Linked DNA regions of Danio rerio: region 1 is linked to region 2. The links are chromatin contacts, called in public HiChIP or PLAC-seq maps. All regions are on one chromosome and are shown on one strand. The core of a region is the stretch at or near the end of the contact, and the rest is flanking DNA. Distances in the headings are between cores, read along the strand shown.

The links. HiChIP or PLAC-seq counts read pairs in DNA pulled down with a chosen protein or histone mark.
Region 1: an H3K4me3 HiChIP or PLAC-seq map of embryo shows a contact between it and region 2, with 2.5 times the contacts expected there. The contact joins the promoter of spen here to the promoter of fam131c in region 2. A contact is called at or near these places in 1 of 18 Hi-C or Micro-C datasets (fibroblasts) and 1 of 4 datasets of contacts at active chromatin or transcription factors (embryo).

The regions. Positions count from the first base shown.
Region 1 is chr23:27,420,772-27,426,350 of GRCz12tu, reverse strand. spen (spen family transcriptional repressor) reads left to right here and starts at 1,261. Exons shown (of 15, transcript XM_073938998.1): 1 at 1,261-1,500; 2 at 4,103-5,579.
Region 2 is chr23:27,282,111-27,287,377 of GRCz12tu, reverse strand. It overlaps fam131c (family with sequence similarity 131 member C), which reads left to right and starts at 2,584. Exons shown (of 8, transcript NM_001033590.1): 1 at 2,584-2,656.

The sequences.
Region 1 (5,579 bases), core at 12-2,511, 140 kb before region 2:
TACGGTTTAGGCCTGAAGTGCGCATTTGTATTTCCAGTGTGCAACCAATCTCAAATCCAATCCCAAAAGAATTACATTTTATTACTTCTTTTCCATAAATATTAAGGATTTAGGAAGATCCAGGAAGTCCATGTATAAATCCTGTGAAGACTGAATCTGAAGATTTTGTGGCTTGCTCAAGATCCAGCTTGAGAAGCATCCACCTCAGTACAAGTTCCAGAATTTTCTGCCAGTCAGAGGGGTTGTAATTGCTCTTTGTCAGAACTCTGTGTGGGCGTGTAAAGCGCAAGCGCGATTCATCCATTGCGGTCCCTGTTTTGCCGCATTCTGGCGCATGCGTGAATCAAATCACACGCCTCGTGCATAGCTGGAAAACAGTCAAATGCTGTTTTTTATACGGAAATGTTATGGGATTGTCATTCTGTCTCTTGCTTTAATGGATTATTAATCACCACAATATGTGGAATGATCATCATTAGCCTATTTAAAATATGATCTGTTGATCTTTTTGTCAGTAGGCTGTACTATTATTAATAATTAAGCTTGCATTGACCAGGATGCCTGTCTTTTTGATAAACATGTAAACGTAATCGTTCTTATCTTTGTAGTTATGAGAAATATATTTAATTATACTAGTCAAGTGGATCAAAACCTTTCATCAAAGATCTCCTAAACAACTGAACAATACCCATTCTTCTCTTAAAACGATTTTGATCCACTCCAAATGTTGATTACTGCATTTATCTCCCATAAAGGCGGGGCTTGTTATATTGAGAGAATCGCTCAGCTAATTCAATCATGCCTAGGTGAAATAAATAGTTTATCTAACAACAGAGTCTCTCGTGACGTATATTGTTTTAACTCGCAAGTAGTAGGTCAAAAACGATCTCCACACGGGTGTTGGGGAAAACAAATGGATGTGCAAACGTATACAAAGCAGCAGTATTAAAGCTATTACTACTGTGAACACCGTCCAGCCACTGACTGTTGAAAATAGTTTGTGGTAAACCTCATTGTAACACCCCAGAAACTATTAGTAACTTGCTTTCAAAAGTCCTTTTGCCAATAGCCTGTAAAATGTTAAACTGCAATCTGAGATTTTACCTTTCAATCTTAACCTGTGAAATAATCCAAAGGATGTGCAGCTTTAACATTTAAATTGAAGGGAACACGTCTTGTCCGATTTGATCCATGTGGTATTCCGGGTGCTGCTCATTGCATATGCGCGATCTCGTCATGAACCGGAGCGCGCTCCTCGACAGCAAGGTTCAGGCGCTCGTAGTCAACACAGCTTTCAAGTGCAAGCGGGTCCAATCGTAGTGTCGAGTCAGAGGAACTACTCGCCTCATCCTAACATATTCAGTCGGATTTAACGCAGTAAAATCTTCTGTATGACCGGGGGACACCACCACGCAGTATGGTCCGGGAAACCAGACATTTATGGGTGGGAAATTTACCAGAAAATGTACGAGAGGAAAAAATTATCGAGCACTTCAAACGGTAAGTGACGATTTGCTGAGAGCAAGGCAACATCCAGCAATGTGCTTTCTTCGAGGGAATGGGCGAAAACAATAGCGGCACACCGGTGTAGAGTTGAACAACGTAAATGTGCGGAGCAACTTTCGCAGGAACGCTGCTATGGAGTTGGCTTGTTTTGGCTGACTTAACATACGCTGGCTAGTGAGTTAGCTTTCTAGAGTCGCAGTCGTCGCTAGGTTGCTAATTAGCACGTAGGGTCGCATACAAGCACGTTACTTGTGTTGCTTCAAAATTGTTGGCTTCAGCTTTAATTTGCATCCTAGATGTCAGCAGCAGTACTTAAAGGCACTTAAAATCTACTGCTCGATGGCTGCACGCTAGTTGAATTAACTTGGCTATATGGTGTCTACTAAAAGGCATTATACAGTGGGTGTTGTTTTGAGCATTCAGCTCAGATGTCATGAATGTCAGGAGAGCGGTGACCGTCAGCGGCTGCATCTTCAAGAAGTTAAACATTACCAGAGTGGACGTCTATAAATAAAAACTTTAATGCAAATTATGATTGTCACTCTGTAAACATGTGGCAGCAGTTTACTTCAACCTGACGTTTAGTTGTCAGAACTTTTTGTAGCGGTGAGATTAATAATTTATACTCACAAATCGTGGCATTAAGAATGATTTTATATTTTCTTAGTGTTAAAACGGATAGAAAGCCAACAATGTCTGCACGTTGTACTCGCATGCTGGAGAGTTTTATTATTTTTCTGACCTTTGGATTCAGGTGTCGTTGAATTCACTCAAAAGTCACCTGATTTATGGTTGGAATGCATAACCGAGTCATAATGACACGGTTTCTTGAAACTAAATTGTGTAAATCTGTTATCTAAGTTCAAGTCGGAAACAGTGGCGAGATGGATCCCAGTAGTGACATCGCAGTATTGTGTATTACTTAATTTAAATGGCTAACGTACGTGATTGTTTATATTATCCTAAAGGTACATTATCACACAGCATATATAGGCTATATATTTTTAACATATCCAAACTTTACCCACATTAATTAGCCACTGAAAGCGATAATATTGAGCAAATCTAAATTGTCCGATTGTTTACATCGTCGCAAAATGTAAACTATATTATGACTCAAACTATATTATCATTCGTGCTTTCTGAAGCATTAAGATATACATTTTCATAAATCTGCTTTGAAACAACGTTTATTGTGTACGAAATTCCCTTGATTGTCTTGACTTCCATTATTGACCACATTCATTACCTACACGTACGCTCAAACACCCCAAGGTAAGGTTAGCGTTTAAAAATGCAGGTGTGACCAAACTTATTGTAATGGTATTTTTGAAAGATATGTACCTGATTAATGCAGATGTTCGGACTTAAGTTTAATGAACATGCCTCAATATCCTAAGGTATTACTTTGCGAGTTGAGCACACAGGAGGTACGCTAATATAAGAACCTGCAAAAAAGATTGAGTAAATAATTAATTCATTTTGAACCCACCGCTTTGTTGTCTCAACGGCAGCCTTTTGTTCAAATGCCTGTCCATTTAAGTTAGCTTTGAATCGTTGTAATAACGGTCGCCCTTTGAACGGGAACTAAATTAAATCCCGCTTATGTTCATTTTAGGAAGGAATAATAAAGGAGGAATTGTTGTCCGAGAAAACCAGAGATAAACGCATAAATCTAGATTTCTAAAATAAAATGCGACATATTTAAGTACCCTGAAGTGATTTGTGTACGGTGACTGTCAAAGCTCAGGTCAGTGCGGCAGAGGTACTTATTGAAGATGGGGGACGGGAGAATGAATAAGCAGTGTGAATAGGTTTGTAAAATGGCGACGGAGATTGTGTTGTGAGTGTGAGAACTGGTGTGTCAGACAGCTGCTCACCTAGAGCACAATTTGAATGCCTATTGTTTATAGTTTGCAAACCAAGTGTTGTTTTAAGCCTCATGAACGCCTGACGTTCATTTACATATGTTTTGTTTATTCTTGTGATGATTGACAGCAAATTAATGTTTAATAAATGCATATAATGTTTAATAAATGCATATGTAGTTTATACAAGCACTATATGTCAAAGTTTCTACAGAACAAAAATAAGAAGGGATGTAATTTTATGAAACCTAGCAAAGAGGTACAAAGGATAGTATGACATAGAAAAAAGCATTACATTTAAACGAAATCTATACATTTGATAAAAATCACTGAAGAAAAAGGCTGCTCTGGTTATTTTGGTGCACCAGACATGGATCATCAAAATCTGATATATATTTTTTTCTTTTTGTAATTATTTTAAATAGCCAAATGAAAGGAGGCATTACTGGCATATGGTTTATTCCATTCATACTGTGCTTTGAGAGATCTTTGAGAGTTGATGCAGGAGACAGGCTGTTTTATTTGAATAGCCTTATTTACATATTGCACATGACTGGCATGAAGGTTTGTTTTCACTCAGGCTTTTGCACCATCTATTCTGACCTTTGCAGATTGGCAGTATACAAGATGTTTTTTTTGTTTGTTTTTTTAACATCGTTGACTGCAAATATGAAGTTCATTTAGTGATGGCTAAATAGTTAATGCTTTTTGTGTTCTCTTTTTTTCAGGTATGGACGAGTGGAGAGTGTCAAGGTTCTCCCTAAACGTGGATCGGAAGGTGGAGTGGCAGCTTTTGTGGATTTTGTGGACATTAAGAGTGCTCAGAAAGCTCATAATTCTATCAACAAGATGGGAGACAGGGACCTTCGCACCGATTACAATGAACCAGGAACTATACCCAGTGCAGCTCGAGGCCTGGATGATAGCCTGTCCATAGCCACTCGTGGGCGGGATGTTTCAGGGTTCACAAGGGGGGCAGGGGGCCCTGTGTATGGGCCCTCTGTGTCACTTCACAGCAGAGAGGGACGCTTTGAACGCAGACTAGACGGGTAAGTGGATATAGTTTTTCTGAAGGCAGGGAGACCATTCGTTTCTTGTAACTCATCTCTCCCTCCCAATTATTTCCGTCATTAATTGGGCTAATTTATTGTTTTGGGGGCGGGGGACATATGGGAAATTAAGAGAACACACTGGAGGGTAGTAATTTGGGCATCACGCTTTGATGGTTGAGGTCTGTCATCACTCACCGTGTAAAGCGAGCCAGTTATGAAGTTTGTCAAAGCATGGTGAACATGCACCGAAATTCATAATCGTTATGTAGAGCTTAGCGTACCTCTGCATGGGGATTCTCTCAGAATTGGATATCACTGCGAAGAGAATCCAGGGCATGTTTCGGATATCAAATTATTCTGGGATTTCTGGAAGTCAGAGTGAATCTATGACCATGGCCTGACCTGGAATTGCCCGATTGTGGAGTACTGTACCGGCCAAGGTGGATTAATGTCTTACTACATGTGTTTTTCTCTGTTATTGTAACACATTTACAGTGTTGATCAATTAAGACCCATTGATTGTTAATTGGATTATTGAAATGGGTGGTTTAAGATCAGTTCTTTCCCTTCCATGATCTGGAGTACTCTGGATGGTATTCTCTGGATTCTTAATCACACTGGATTAATACTACCCAAATGACAAGGATTTTCTATCACTTCAGTTTTATTTCTTTTTTTTCTGGATTGTTTGTGATGGTAGGGTTTTGTTGTTAATTCCAAGGGAGACTTCTGCCATTGGTCAACATGGTAGAATGTGACAGAAACACAGTGAGCAAACCTCTTTATTTATTCATTACTTATTTCCAGACCATTTAAGTTCATTTTTACTTTTTTTTGCAAACGCCAAAGAAAAAGGGTGGATTTAACGTAGCGCATCATCTAATTTACTGTAGAATGAACTGATTTTTGGATCCAAAGTAAGGAATGGAGGTACTCCTGTAAGGCCAAAGACTTCTCACAATGGATATGAAATATGCCATTGGATTACAAAGTCCCATAAAGGATCAGGAACTATAGCAGACTGTGGATACACTACGATTAAGAAGAAAGTCGGTTTCCCGTTATGGACTATTTTGATGCCAATGGATTATTGATCTCTTTTTTTTTCCAAACATCAATAAAGATTCTACTGGGATTTGGAAAACATCAAACA
Region 2 (5,267 bases), core at 1,335-3,834:
CTCAAGTTTTTTTTGCGTCGCAATCTTTTTGCTTTAGGGATTTAGTTCTGTAAACGTGTCCTTTATGGAGGACGAAACCTACAAAACAAGAAATAAATATGCAAATAAATAAATAAATGTATATACAAAAATCCACAAATTCCTGCATAAATAAAACATTAAATAAAGAAATATGCACACAAATAAGTATATATATATATATATATATATATATATATATATATATATATATATATATATATATATATATATATATATATATATATATATATATATATATATATACACACACACACACACACACACACAAATTATATTATAAAAAATATATAATAATGTAATAAATTACACGAATGTTGTGTAAATTTTGTGTTTTGTGTGTTATTTTTTCCCACTGTCAAACGTTTATTCATTTCTTGAACGTAGTTCCATAACGTTATTTACTTTTCCTCAGGTCAACATGCTAATGAGAGGGTGTCTGTCAATTATCAGAAGCCAGTCAAAATTATAGAATGCAAAACTTTTCTAACGATCAATCAATGATGGCATCAAGACCGCCTTCTGATGATTGACAGACACCCTCTCATTAGTTGACCTGAGGAAAAGTAAATATGCAACTAAGTTGAATAATCGCTTAAAAAGAGGAAAAATAAACGTTCAGTTTAACATTTTCTTATTCGCCCAACATTTGTGTCATTTATTTAATTATTTATCGATTATTTATATATTCATTTATGCAGGAATTTGTGGATTTTTATGTACATTTATTTATTTATTATTTTATTTATGCAGGAATGTCTGACATTGCATCGCTGAGCGATGCAATCTCAGCTTGCATCATAATACCTGCATCCAGATACTGTTGTGACTGTATGGATTTATTTACAAATTTATTTATATATTTATTTATTCATTTTTGCAGGTTTTGTCCTCCATAATCCTTTGAATAGTTCATTAATAGAACTTTAACTCAGAAGGCAGACTTTATAACTATACAGATTTCTTAAAGAAGTTTAACATTCCTGCTACTACTAGTGAATATGTCATGTTGTCAATTCTATCCCTTCTGGTCAAATTCCCATTGCCATACACTCACACTGAATTTAACTGATACAGTGGTTGGAAGTGTGTTTTTCAGCAGACCAACAGAAAAATTACTGTAAAATTAGAAGCCTCTTCCCGAGAGAGATAATAACAATCCCTTATGTAATACCTTATTGGAACAATGCTGTTGAAAATATTCCATGGGAGAAAGTATGGACTTTGCCTCACAAATATCTGATTACTAATAAAGTAAAAGAAGTAATATTTAAATTAATTCACAAATGTTATCCTACTAAGACCTGTCTTTAGAAATATAAGTCTGACATTGATATGAACTGCTCCTCTTGTCACTCTTCGGAGGAAGACTCTATTGTTTCGGCAGTGCTCCTACAGAGAGAGATTCTGGTCAGATTTGTTAGTATGCAATCTTATATTATGAGTGACTTTTCCTTTTTCATTTAAAGATATGTTCTTTGGGTTGTTTGACGAGTCTGAAAAAAACTTGGAAAAAGTGTATGTAATTAATTTATGTATTCTTCTAATAGGCAAGTTTCATATTCACAAACAACGTTTAGTGGCTCTAAACCTTTTTTGATCTATTTACAATTTACCTAGACCAATATTTGGAAGCTATCCAGCATTTTTTCTTATCCAAAAGCAACAAAACTGTATCCTTGTTCTTTTTTTGTGTCTCTTTAAGGTGTAACTTCTCATTATTTTTATTTTTGTTACCCTGGCGTTAGTTTGTCTTTGCAGTCCTGCTGAAAAAACAGATTAATCCAGCATAGGCTGTTTGGCTGGTTTTAGCTAGCTGACCGGCCTGGTTTTAAAGGGGTTTTGACCATTTCCAGGCTGGTTTCCAGCTATTTCCAGCCTGATCTTAGCTGGTTAGCACCAGCTTGACCAGCCTAACCAGCTATGTCAAGCTTAAACCAGGCTGGTCAAGCTGGTTTTAGCTAGTCTTTTTCCAGCCTAACCAGCTAAGACCAGGCTGGAAATGGCTGGAAGCCAGCCTGGAAATGGATGAAACCCCTCTAAAACCAGGCTGGTCAACCAGCTAAAACCAGCAACCAGCCTTTGCTGGTTTAAGCTGGATTTTTCAGCAGAGGTAAAATTCTGTGCACTTTTTTTATTTATCTGTATTATTAGTCTCTATATGTAGGCCTAATTTGATCTACCTCTTTACTTAAATAAAATAAAATAAAATTAAATTAAATTAAATTAAATTAAATTAAATTAAATAAAATAAAATTAAATAAAATAAAATTAAATTAAATTAAATTAAATTAAATTAAATTAAATTAAATTAGATTAGATTAGATTAGATTAGATTAGATTAGATTAAATTAAAATAAATAAATAAATAAATAAATAAATAAATAAATAAATAAATAAATAAATAAATAAATAAAATCATTAAAAGAACCGGAACTAGCTCTGACTCTTGCTGCATTTTGGGATTCGGTGAAAAAGAGTCGACTCATTGGAGTCATGTTAGTGAATGAACAGCTCAAAACAACGACATTCAACGTTACTGTTAAACTCTTTCACATCACGCTTTTTTTCATCTTGCTCACGTGCGAAGTTTTGCGAGGTTGAATTCATAACTCAGGTAGGTTATCATTTTTTTTTACAATACTGTGATGTTTAAAATTCAAAAGCAACAGTCAATGCCGACGAACAAAAACAAGTCACTCCCTACATTTCTTTTTCTTTACCCATCAAATATCTAATTTCAGCTGGAAATACGTCACGTTGTGAAAATAAAGGGTTGTGAATGACATTTCATGTTGACAGTAAAGAAAATACAAAAGAGAATACCGATGAAAAGAAAGGGAAAATCAGTGTCAGGTTGCTCTGAAAGCAAGATGGGTAGGTTATATATTTAACAACTGCTTAGCACATGATTGAGGTATAGATTTACATAAACATGCTAGCAGGACCATTCCCATGAACAGAATTAACTCTTAATGTGGATTAGTAGTCATATTTTCCCCAATATGTGTGTTCAGCTTAAATTACAGGCTACAACAGTATAGGTGAGGACTGTGTTGAAGGCTGGGCTGTGGTGCTTTATGCGCTGTACACATGGTTTAACCTTAGTGGTAAAATGTCCTGTGTGAGGCCTGTGGCTTTCATTTTTAGGTTTCCTCCTTCTTTACAGTGGCTTTGAAAATGTCCCCGCTCTTTAAAGAGCTCCCATTGTAAAAATCATCATTATACAGTTCAAGTATGAGTTTTTCCTTTTATATTTATTTCTTGTCTTTTCCATCGCCCTCTTTTACATCTGAACACACAAAGCCAGAACCGTTGTGGAATTTACATCCTTGGCTAATTTTAGAGATGGGTTTCTGACCAAAAAACACATCCTCCAATTTGGGGCTATATTGGTCTTCCTCCCTCAGTTTTCTCTGTGTGCTTCTCCCTCTCTACTCACTCTCTCCTCTTAAAATCATTCTGTTTGTCTTTCTGACCTGTTTTTCCACGTCTTCAGGGATTGCTGCCACACTTACCGGTTTGCTTTTTCTCATCATCACTGGTGTTTTGTTTTGCTATGTTCAACCAAGTGGTTCCTGAAGTTGTTTCAGGGCGTAGATTTCACACTGGGCTTCAAATTAACAACCCAACTGTAGTTTTTAAGTTTTCACACACAAAAGTGAACAAAATGTTCTCAAATCAAACGATTCAGTGTATTTAAATTGGACTGCAGAGACCCAACCCAATGATTAGCATTACATAAGCTGAACTGGAAAAATGACAGTTCTTGGTTTTTAAATGTCTCTTTAATGTTGATGGTTTCTTTTTCTCTGCAGTTTTCAACCAATTATTTACCGCACAAAAACAATGTAGTCAGCACAAAACCACACTGATCCTTGTTGCATTTAATGTAATCTGGCATGCATTGCTTATATGCTTTTGTCTACTTTTTGCATATGAACTTTAAGGAGGCTAAAGTTGGCTTTAGCTTCATTCATTCATTTTCTTTCGGCTTAGCCCCTTTATTCATCAGGGGTCACCACAGCGGAATGAACTACCAAATTGTCCAGCACATGTTTTATACAGTGGATACCCTTCCAGCTGCAACCATGAACTGGGAAACACCATACACTCTTACATTCACACACATGCACTACGGCTATTTTAGTTTATTAAATTCACCTATAGCGCATGTCTTTGGACTGTGGGGGAAACCGGAGTACCTGAAAGAAACCCACATGAAGACGAGGAGAACATGCTAACTCCACACAGAAATACCAACTTTCCCAGCTGGGACTCGAACCAACTTGAACCTGCGACCTTCTTGCTGTGAGGTGACAGTTCTAACCTGAGCCATTGTGTCGCCCGCTTACAAAACAGTAACCATAATTACCGATTACCAAACTATTATGTTTCTATTGTGATTATGCACAACGATATTATAAATTGTATGTACTCTTTACTAGTACTGGGTTGGACCCACTTTTGGTCTTCAGAACTGCTTTAATCCTCCATGACATAGATTCAAGATACTAGAAATAGTCCTCAGAGGTTTTGGTGCATATTGACATGATAGCCTCACATAGTTGCTGCAGAGGCTGCACCTCCATCTCCTGTTCCACCACATCCCGAAGGTGATCTATTGGATTGAGTTCTGGTGGCTGTGGAGGCCATTTGAGTACAGTGAACTCGTTGTCATGTTCAAGAAACCAGTCTGAGATGATTAGCGATTTATGATCTGGCATGTTATACTGCTGGAAGTAGCCATCAGAAGATGGGTACACTGTGGTCAAAAATGGATTGACTGGGTCAGCAACAATACTCAGGTAGACTGTGGCATTGACACGATGCCCAATTGGTACTAATGGGTCCAAAGTGTGCCAAGAAAATATCCCCCACACCGTTACACCACCACCACCACCAGCCTGAACTGTTGATACATTGCAGGATGAATCCATGCTTTAATTTTGTTCAATTCTGACCCTACCATCTGAATGTCACAGCAGAAATCGAGACTCATAAGACCAGGCAATGTTTTTTCAATCTTCTATTGTCCAATTTTGGTAAGCAATTGTGAATTGTAGCCTCAGTTTTCTGTTCTTAGCTGACAGGAGTGGCACCCGGTGTGGTCTTCTGCTGCTGTAGCTCATCCGCCTCAAAGTTGGACGTGTTATGCATTCAGAGATGCTCTTCTGCATACCTCGGTTGTAACGAATGGTTATTTGAGTTACTGTTGCCTTTTCTAT